2 separate regions of the Mus musculus genome follow, and region 1 is linked to region 2. Evidence: chromatin contacts called from public HiChIP or PLAC-seq data. All regions are on one chromosome and are shown on one strand. Each heading gives the region's core, a stretch centred on a gene start, on an enhancer-like site or on the middle of the called end of the contact. The rest is flanking DNA. Distances are from core to core; before and after follow the strand shown.

The links. HiChIP or PLAC-seq counts read pairs in DNA pulled down with a chosen protein or histone mark.
Region 1: an H3K27ac HiChIP or PLAC-seq map of extraembryonic endoderm stem cells shows a contact between it and region 2. The contact joins two enhancer-like sites. A contact is called at or near these places in 1 of 39 promoter capture datasets (cranial neural crest), 1 of 484 Hi-C or Micro-C datasets (nephron progenitors), 9 of 115 datasets of contacts at active chromatin or transcription factors (the NIH/3T3 cell line, craniofacial prominence, embryonic forebrain and 6 more) and 2 of 9 other capture datasets (adipose tissue and liver).

Annotation. Positions count from the first base shown.
Region 1 is chr11:55,426,516-55,430,624 of GRCm38.p6, reverse strand. No RefSeq gene overlaps it. Among named protein-coding and RNA genes, the nearest start is that of Sparc, 8.5 kb to the right of the region's middle. Within about 2 kb of position 2,179, at least 180 of the 459 cell types and tissues checked have an H3K27ac peak or open chromatin away from gene starts, as enhancers often do. A contact at or near this core is called in extraembryonic endoderm stem cells, where this site is marked.
Region 2 is chr11:55,225,256-55,229,353 of GRCm38.p6, reverse strand. It overlaps Slc36a1 (solute carrier family 36 (proton/amino acid symporter), member 1), which reads right to left. Exons shown (of 11, transcript NM_153139.4): 9 at 3,222-3,388; 10 at 998-1,167. Among named protein-coding and RNA genes, the nearest start is that of Slc36a1, 23 kb to the right of the region's middle. Within about 2 kb of position 2,478, at least 2 of the 459 cell types and tissues checked have an H3K27ac peak or open chromatin away from gene starts, as enhancers often do. A contact at or near this core is called in extraembryonic endoderm stem cells, where this site is marked.

The DNA.
Region 1 (4,109 bases), core at 930-3,429, 200 kb before region 2:
ATAGCTCAGGGTAGGAGAATAGAAATGGTATGTCGGGGCTGGGGGCTGACTACCATGAGTCTTTCCAAGATTAGGAGGGTTGGAAGTTAGAGGGTACGTGGGCTACTTGTTGAAACCCTGTCTCAACATCAGCAAAGCTGGGTTGAGAAGAGGAAGGGCGACTTGTCTGTGAAGACCTAGTTAGAGTAACAGTAGAACCAAGCGGATGGGCCTTTGAGGTGTGTGGGCTGGGGCCAGGCTACACTGGGCTTTGAGGACCTGGAGAGAGAAGCTGAGTTTCTCTCTCTTGAAGAGAAACAGCTTGCCTCTGGCTAAGCCCTGGGTTACTCTGGAGGGTCTCCATCCTTACTCTCTTTGACTTTCTGTCTCCCTGGTCTCAAACATCAGTCCCAAAAGGTCAGAGGGTCTGTCCCTGTTGTGTGTCTGGATGGCCATCTCTGTCTTTGCCTCTTCTCTGTCCCCTCTAACTTCCTGCCTCTTACATAAATAAGCAGCACTTCTGGGTGTCAGGGTCAGATGCAGAGAGCACCAGAGGCTTAGATGTAGCAACCCTGTCCCTGCCCTCAAGACACTTCTCTGAGATTGGAGGTTTAACTCAATGGGAGCGTGCCTGCCTAGAAAAGGCAAGGTCCTGGGTTCGATCCTCAGCTCTGGAAAAGCAGGAGACCAATTTCCCAGCTAAGCTCATACTGTGTCACTGAGTTGTTCTCTCCAATCTCATTTATTGCTACTTTTAAGTTGTTATTACATTTTTAAATAAGTGCATGTGCATTTGTGCATAGGTGTGTGCGTATGTGTGTGCGTGTGCATGTGCGTGCATGTGTGTGTATGTGTGTGTGTGTCTCACAAGTTTTCTACTTAGGGTTGTCAAGGCCTCAATTCCTCTGCCTTTATTTATGTTGCGCTTCCAGTCTCCTGCCTCAGGCTTTCAAGTGTAGGCCACTGTAGGGTCCCCCAACAGACCACCACAGATGTAAGACTAGCTTAGTAGGAAGGGTTTTGCTTGTTTATTTGTTTGTTTGTTTGTTTGTTTTTTCAGCTTTGGGGGACACCGTCTCCTGTAGAGATGCTGGCCAGAGCAGAGCAGAGCAATTCACACCTTTACTTCTAGCACTTGGGAGGTAGAGGCAGGAGAATCAGGAAATCAAAATCATCCTGGGCTACAAAGAGAACTGAAAGCCAGATGTAGTGGCACACACCTTTGATATCAGCACTCGGGAGGCAGAGGCAGGCGGATCTCTGAGTTCGAGGCCAGCCTGGTCTACAGAGTGAGTTCCAGGACAGCCAAGGCTACACAGAGAAACCCTGTCTCGGAAAAAAAAAAAAGAGAGAGAACTGAAGACTGGCCTAGGCTACAACAGATTCTCTCTCAGAAAGTATTATTGTTATTATTGCTGTTGTTATTATTATTACTTCACAAAGAAGGAGGAGGAGGAGAAGGGGAGGAAGAGGGAAGGGGGAGGGGGAGGAGGAGAAACTACCAAATAATATATTTGGTTCCAAGGGAATTCTAGGAGAGCCTGTGTGCAGATAGGCAGTGAGTGAATGATCCAATGCTGGGAAAGCCGATGCTGTTAGGTCATATGAGATATTGGTTAGTGTCAAACAAAGAAGTCAGATTGTAATCTCCGGTGACTTTTGTATCACTGGACGGAAATCAATGGGTTAACAAGTAACTTTAGAATCGGGGCCATAATCAGTAGTGAACAACAAATTCAGCAAAGATAACCACTAAGCAAAGATAGTGCCTGAATAAGCCGGGAACCATTCTTCAGTCCAGTTTAGAGGTCACTGGATCGACCTTTGACCACTATCATGCTCTGCCTCTTTGTCTATGGTGTAGGTTAGGTCTTTCTGTCTCTCCACTTCGATGCATCTCTGCCTGTGTCTCTTCTCTTCACTTTCTGGGACTTTCACTCTGTCTCTGCCTTGATTTAACAAATTCTACTGATAGCCTCACTCAGGGGTGGACTATGCCCAGGGTCTGTAGCAGGAGCTATGGGTGAAATAAACAGGGCTCCACCCCGCTTGCTGTGGCCTCTCTGGGTTTCTCTGTAAAGCTGGAAGAAATCTAAGGGAAATTCTGAGGGCCTGGAGGAGAGGAGGGTGTGGGGACGTGGCAGTGGAAGGGAGGGCTTAGAGCCACTGCAGTGGGCAGCGGCTTGCTCCCGGCTTCAGCTAGCTGGAGCGGAGGTGATTTCACACTGAAAAAATGTCTGAATCAGGAGAATAACTCAACTGGGGATGGGGCTAGGGAGGCGGGCCCTCAGTGGGGGAGGGGAGGGGCTGGAGACAGCCTGGGACCAGATGGGATATCAGGCTAGAATCTGGCCAGCATCCAGGATCACTCACTGTTCTGGAATCTTAGGCCATGTGGCAAGCAAAAGGCCACTCCGGAGACGACGATCCAGATCTCTGAGAGTTTTGGGGCCGTGAGGTAAAGAATCTCAGAGCTCTGCCAGCGGAGACGCCCACTGAGCACTGACTGAGGGATTCAGGATGAGAGAGAGAGAGAGACAGACAGACAGACAAAAAGGAAGAAAGGCAAACATTGACTTTAAAAATCTGAAAGATGGCTGAGAGTATATCCTGGTGGAAGATCACTTGGCTAGCACGCTCAAAGCTCTGGGTTCAATCTTCAATCCTTTTATAGAAAGACATGGGGGCTGGAGAGATGGCTCAGTGGTTAAGAGCACTGACTGCTCCTCCGAAGGTCCTGAGTTCAAATTCCAGCAACCATATGGTGGCTCACAGCCATCCATAACGAGATCTGATGCCCTCTTCTGGGGTGTCTGAAGACAGCTACAGTGTACGTACATATAATAAATAAATAAATCTAAAAAAGAAAAGAAAGAAAGAAGGAAAGAAAGAGAGAGAGAGAAAGGAAGGAAGGAAGGAAGGAAGGAAGAAAGAAAGAAAGAAAGAAAGAAAGAAAGAAAGAAAGAAAGAAAGAAAGAAAGAAAGAAAAGAAAGAAAAGAAAAAGACACTTCTGAGATAAGTGTGGTGTCACAACCTTTGTCCCCAGAATTTGGGAGGCAGAGGAAGGCAGATCTCTAATGTTGAAGGTTGAAGCCAACCTTTTCTCCTTCTCCTTCTCCTTCTCCTTCTCCTTCTCCTTCTCCTTCTCCTTCTCCTTCTCCTTCTCCTTCTCCTTCTCCTTCTCCTTCTTCTTCTTCTTCTTCTTCTTCTTCTTCTTCTTCTTCTTCTTTTTCCATTTTTTTATTAGGTATTTACTTCATTTACATTTCAAATGCTATCCCGAAAGTCCCCTATACCCTCCCATCCACTGCTCCCCTACCCACCCACTCCCACTTCTTTGCCCTGGTGTTTCCCCTGTACTGGGGCATATAAAGTTTGCAAGACCAAGGGGCCTCTCTTCCCAATGATGACCAACTAGGCCATCTTCTGCTACATATGCAGCTAGAGGCACGAGCTCTGGGGGTACTGGTTAGGCCAACCTTTTTTATGTAGCAAGTTCCAGGTCAGTCAAGGCTACCTACATAGTGAAACCCTATCTAAAAGAACAGTACCTTCTAAGGGGTAAAGGCATTTCTAAAGGGTTTGATTGTTTTCAGACACCATATTGGCTGTAGACTCCCATTTACAATTAAAATAGCAAAGTGACAACCACCACTGGGGACACAAAGGAAAGACGGAGCTGGGGTTATTACCTTGGCCCTCGTTTCCTAGTGTTGACAAAGTCTGAATGAAACTGACACTCTCATCTTCAATATGAGAAAACTAAGGTCAGAGGCTGGAAGTGGCCTGCCCATGTTATTCTGACCAGTGAGGCGCTCGGGTCTCTCAGCTTCTCATCCAGCGCTCTTCCTAAAGGCTGAGAAAACAGTCAGATGGCAGAGCAAGTGAAGGTGCTTGCCACCAAGGCTGGCAACCTAAGTTTGATTCCTGGGACCTGAGTGGTAAAAAGAGAGCCAACTCACACTAGTTACCCTTGTACCTCTAAAAGAGCGCTATAGAACCCTGCCTCTAAAGAAATATAACGATAATAAATTAAAATGGTAAAAGCAAACAGAAATCAAAGACTAAGAAGGACAGGAAGGAGGAGGGACGAGTCTTGGAGTGAGAAGAAGGCGGCGGGCTGTTTTAA
Region 2 (4,098 bases), core at 1,229-3,728:
AGAGGAAAAAACAGAGGAAAACAGCCAGGTTAACAGATGTTTAAAATGAACATACAAAAAATATCTGGGATCATCTACCCAGCTTACAATGGACTGCTATTTAAAACAACAAACACATACCTTCTATGAAACTAATGTGTCCTCGTTACAGACAAGATGAAGTAGCTAGCTACTGATTGAGAGAGAAGTCTTGTGTATCCCAGGCTAGCCTTGAAACCTTGACTTTCCTGATTCTACATCCCAGTGAGCGGATTCTGGCGTGTACCACCTTTCCCAGTGTATTGGGTGCTGCGGATGCATGCTAGGTGAGTACCCAGACCCTGAAGCATCTTTTAAATACTCATATCTATTTTAGATGGGATAGTAACAGTGCCTTATACTACAGCTTCCAGTTCTTACTAAGGATGTGGTTGAAGTGGCTAACCATCTATCTAACCATCAATTCATCCACATGTCCAATCCATCTTTTTATCCAATTATCTACCATCTATCCATCCATCCTTTCATCTATCTATCCAGCTAGTCATCTATCCATTATCTATCTTTCTAGCTATCAAAACAGGGTCTCACATTTCCCAGGCTGACCTCAAACCCTGGTCCTTCTGCCTCTGCCTCCTCAGTGCTGGGATTGCAGGTGTGCACCACACCACACCCAGTTGATGTGATGCTGAAGATGGAACCCCAGGGCTTTATGAAAGCTCACTCAATCAGCACACTACAAACTGAGCTGCATGCCCAGCCCTCTGGAGTGGCTTTTAGCTTGCTGTCCATTTCAGATGGGATCATAACAGTGTCTTTGTTCTCTCTTGAACTTTAGACATCATCTGTAAACTCCTGTCCTCACTCCAGAGTTCTTTGCAGTCACTAAGAACCAATTCTTCATGCCCTGGTTTATGCCTCAACTCTAGTAGCGTGTCTGTGTGCCAGGCTCTCACTGGGGACAATCCAGATGTCCTCTAACCTTTAAGGAAATGCAGAAATAATCTCTTCTACTCACATGTCACACAGACCATGGCGGTGCGCACACAAAGGTCCACCATCAGCTCGAAATGCTCAGGCACTCGGGACACAATGGCCGGGATGATGATCTCAGCTGCGACATAGAACTGGAGGGCATAGGTGAAGAAGATGCCTATGGAGTACAGCAGCTTCACCGACTGGTACAACCTGCAGAGAGTGGGTGCTCTCAGGAGACTGATGGTGCACTCCGACAGCCCTGACAGAGCCCAAACCCGCCCCTGTACCCTGGAGACAGCCGGAAAGATCACCAACCCACCCGCACAGTCTTCAGACTGATAAGTCTTATGCTGGCTCTCTCTCTTCCCCCTGCCCCAATTTCTCTCTCTCTCTCTCTCTCTCTCTCTCTCTCTCTCTCTCTCTCTCTCTCTCTCTCTCTCTCTCTGAAGAGATCTCCCACTCACTCACACACACACAATGCAAATTAATTAAAAAGAAAAAGTTCTCCATAGCTTTTATGCAAGGGAAGGCTACAAAAATGAAATGTTAATTCATAGAAAACTAGCTAAATAAGTCTCAGTGCCCCTGTGTAGCTCTTCACAATGAAGACATGAGCCAGGCACAGCATAACACTAGCACTCTGGAGAGGGAGACGGGAAGAGTTCAAGGTCAGCCTCTGCTACATACTGAATTTCAGACCAGCTACAGGAGAACTACAGGAGAACTTTTTTCTAAAAACAAACAAACATACGAAAGGAAGGAAGGAAGGAAGGAAGGAAGGAAGGAAGGAAGGAAGGAAGGAAGGAAGGAAGGAAGGAAGGAAAAAAGAGAGAGAGAAAGAGAGAGAGAAAGAAAGGAAGGAAAGGAAGGAAGGAAGGAAGGAAGGAAGGAAGGAAGGAAGGAAGGAAGGAAGGAAGGAAGCAAGCCCTCTGTCCCCTACCAAACACACACTCTTACACACTCCGAATATGTAAACTGTGCCCAGGGTATGGTAAAATGTTCTCCTTATACCTTCTGTATCTGGACTCTGCCCTGTGCACAGGCCCCTCCTCATCCCAAAGGGGCTGCCTTTTACCACAGATCCCCGAGACTCCCCCAGGAGGCCACTGACATGCCGTGGGGTACTGCAACTTGCCCCTAGAGCAGGAACCCAGAGCTTTCTGACCTGACTCAGTACACAGGAAAGGCCACTCTCTTCAGCAGAATGCCACCTCATCAAGACCTGCGCATACGACAGTGAGAGACACTGACCACTCTTGGGACTGACTGAAATATCTTATTGTGTAGTTGAGCTAAACACCCAGATAAGATTCTTAAGCTGCAAGAACACTGGGGAAGCGGGGGGGCTGAGGGGGGGTCTTTTCCTGTCTCTCTTGCTAAGTACAGACAATAACTCTTTGAGGGAAAAACAAGACAAAACAAAACAAAACAAAACAAAACACCCTTCCGCTGGTGGTGCTCTGAGTTAAGCCCCTGAGACCTCCAGAGAGCTGCTAAATCTAGAGTCAGGAGACACCCAGGTAACCTCATGCACACAGGAGCGCAGCAGGGACCTGAGCTCAGCTGGACTAGGTACCAGAGGGAAGACAGCTGCTCAACGGGGTCAGACGGTGTGGGCTGGCTGTGTGGTAGCCCACTTGGCTGGAGATGCAATGAGCTTTGTCTTCCGACGCCTGCTGATTAGGGATCCTATACTACACACTGACTCCAGTGAGCCAACAGTTTTCTCAATTTGTCTTCCCCAAAGTCTCACCATTCAGAGTGCAATACAATAGCTGGATGGGAAGGGAGGCTGCTCTAGGACCCTGGGCATTAACCAGGTTCTCAGTATGGGCAAAGAGACGCTCTTTACAATGAGGTTTTGGTCTTCCAAACAGAGACTGATCAGTACATGTTCTGTGACATCCAGGCACTTCTGTGGGTCTCAAGTGATTCCCCAGAGCATGTCCACTGGGAAAGACACTTGATGAAGGACTCCCAACAGTCCAGGGTGAGACACTCCCACTTGCATGGCACACCTGTGACTGACCAGGCAGACCTCCCTCCAATCACACGAGTCTGGAATGGCTTTAGGCACACACACACTGGATACTCAGCCCTTCTGGGCTTAGTATTTCACAGGAGAAATGTCTTAACAGGTGCAAGATTCACACATAAATTCAGTACAAGCTGCTGTAAGATCACAAGCTCAGGGTAGCCAAGTGACAAGAAAAAGCCACATCGTGACCTGTCGCCTTCTGGAAGTTTCCAGTCCCTCCACATACCAGCAGTTGGGCAGGTTGAGGGTGATGCTGCCCTTGATATTAGCTCCAAATTGCAGGTACCCCAGGCTCCCCAGGCTGATGTAGAGTACAGTGATGATAGCCATCCCCAAATACAGAATCAATGGAAATTTCTGTGAGTCCTTCATTTTGTTCTCAAGGGGTAGAACCTACAAAAAAGTAGTAAGGGAAGGAGAGCATGTGAGAAAGACGTGAACACATGACAAAAATAACACTGTCAGGGGCCTGGGGAGACGGCTCTGCCACTGAGGTACTTGCTATGCACATATGAGATGCCTACAACCCACAAAAAAAGCCAGGTGTGGTGGCATGCATCTGTAAGCACAGCACCTAGCAGAGGTGGCTTGGGGTGGGAGGACTGGCTACCAATGGAACCCACTGAAACTGAAACTGAGAATTCTAGGTTCAGTGAGAGACGTCATCTCCTCCAAACACACAAGCACACATACATGCATGCACACACACACAAAAGCACATACATGCATGCACACGTGAACACATGCACACACACACAGGATCATAAAAGAAAATAGACTCTCTATTGCCAGACCACCAAGTATACTTTCCTTTAGTGCACAGTGAAATCAGCTACTCTATCAACAGCTGCACTCTCGTGCATACAAGGGGCTTCAGAGCCCACCGTTTAATCCATAGTGAGGAGAGGGTGGACTGGAATTCCCTCTGTCTTCTGTCAGCTTGTCAAGGGATGGGAGTGCCCTTCACCCTCTCAACAGTATGGCCCCCAGCAGGACTCTTGACCCCTGATCTGAGATCGCAGCCTCCAGCCAATTTTCCCAAGTGTGAACTTCCCTTCTTTAATTGTGTTTGGGGGGTGGGGGTGGGAAGAGTCTTATATACC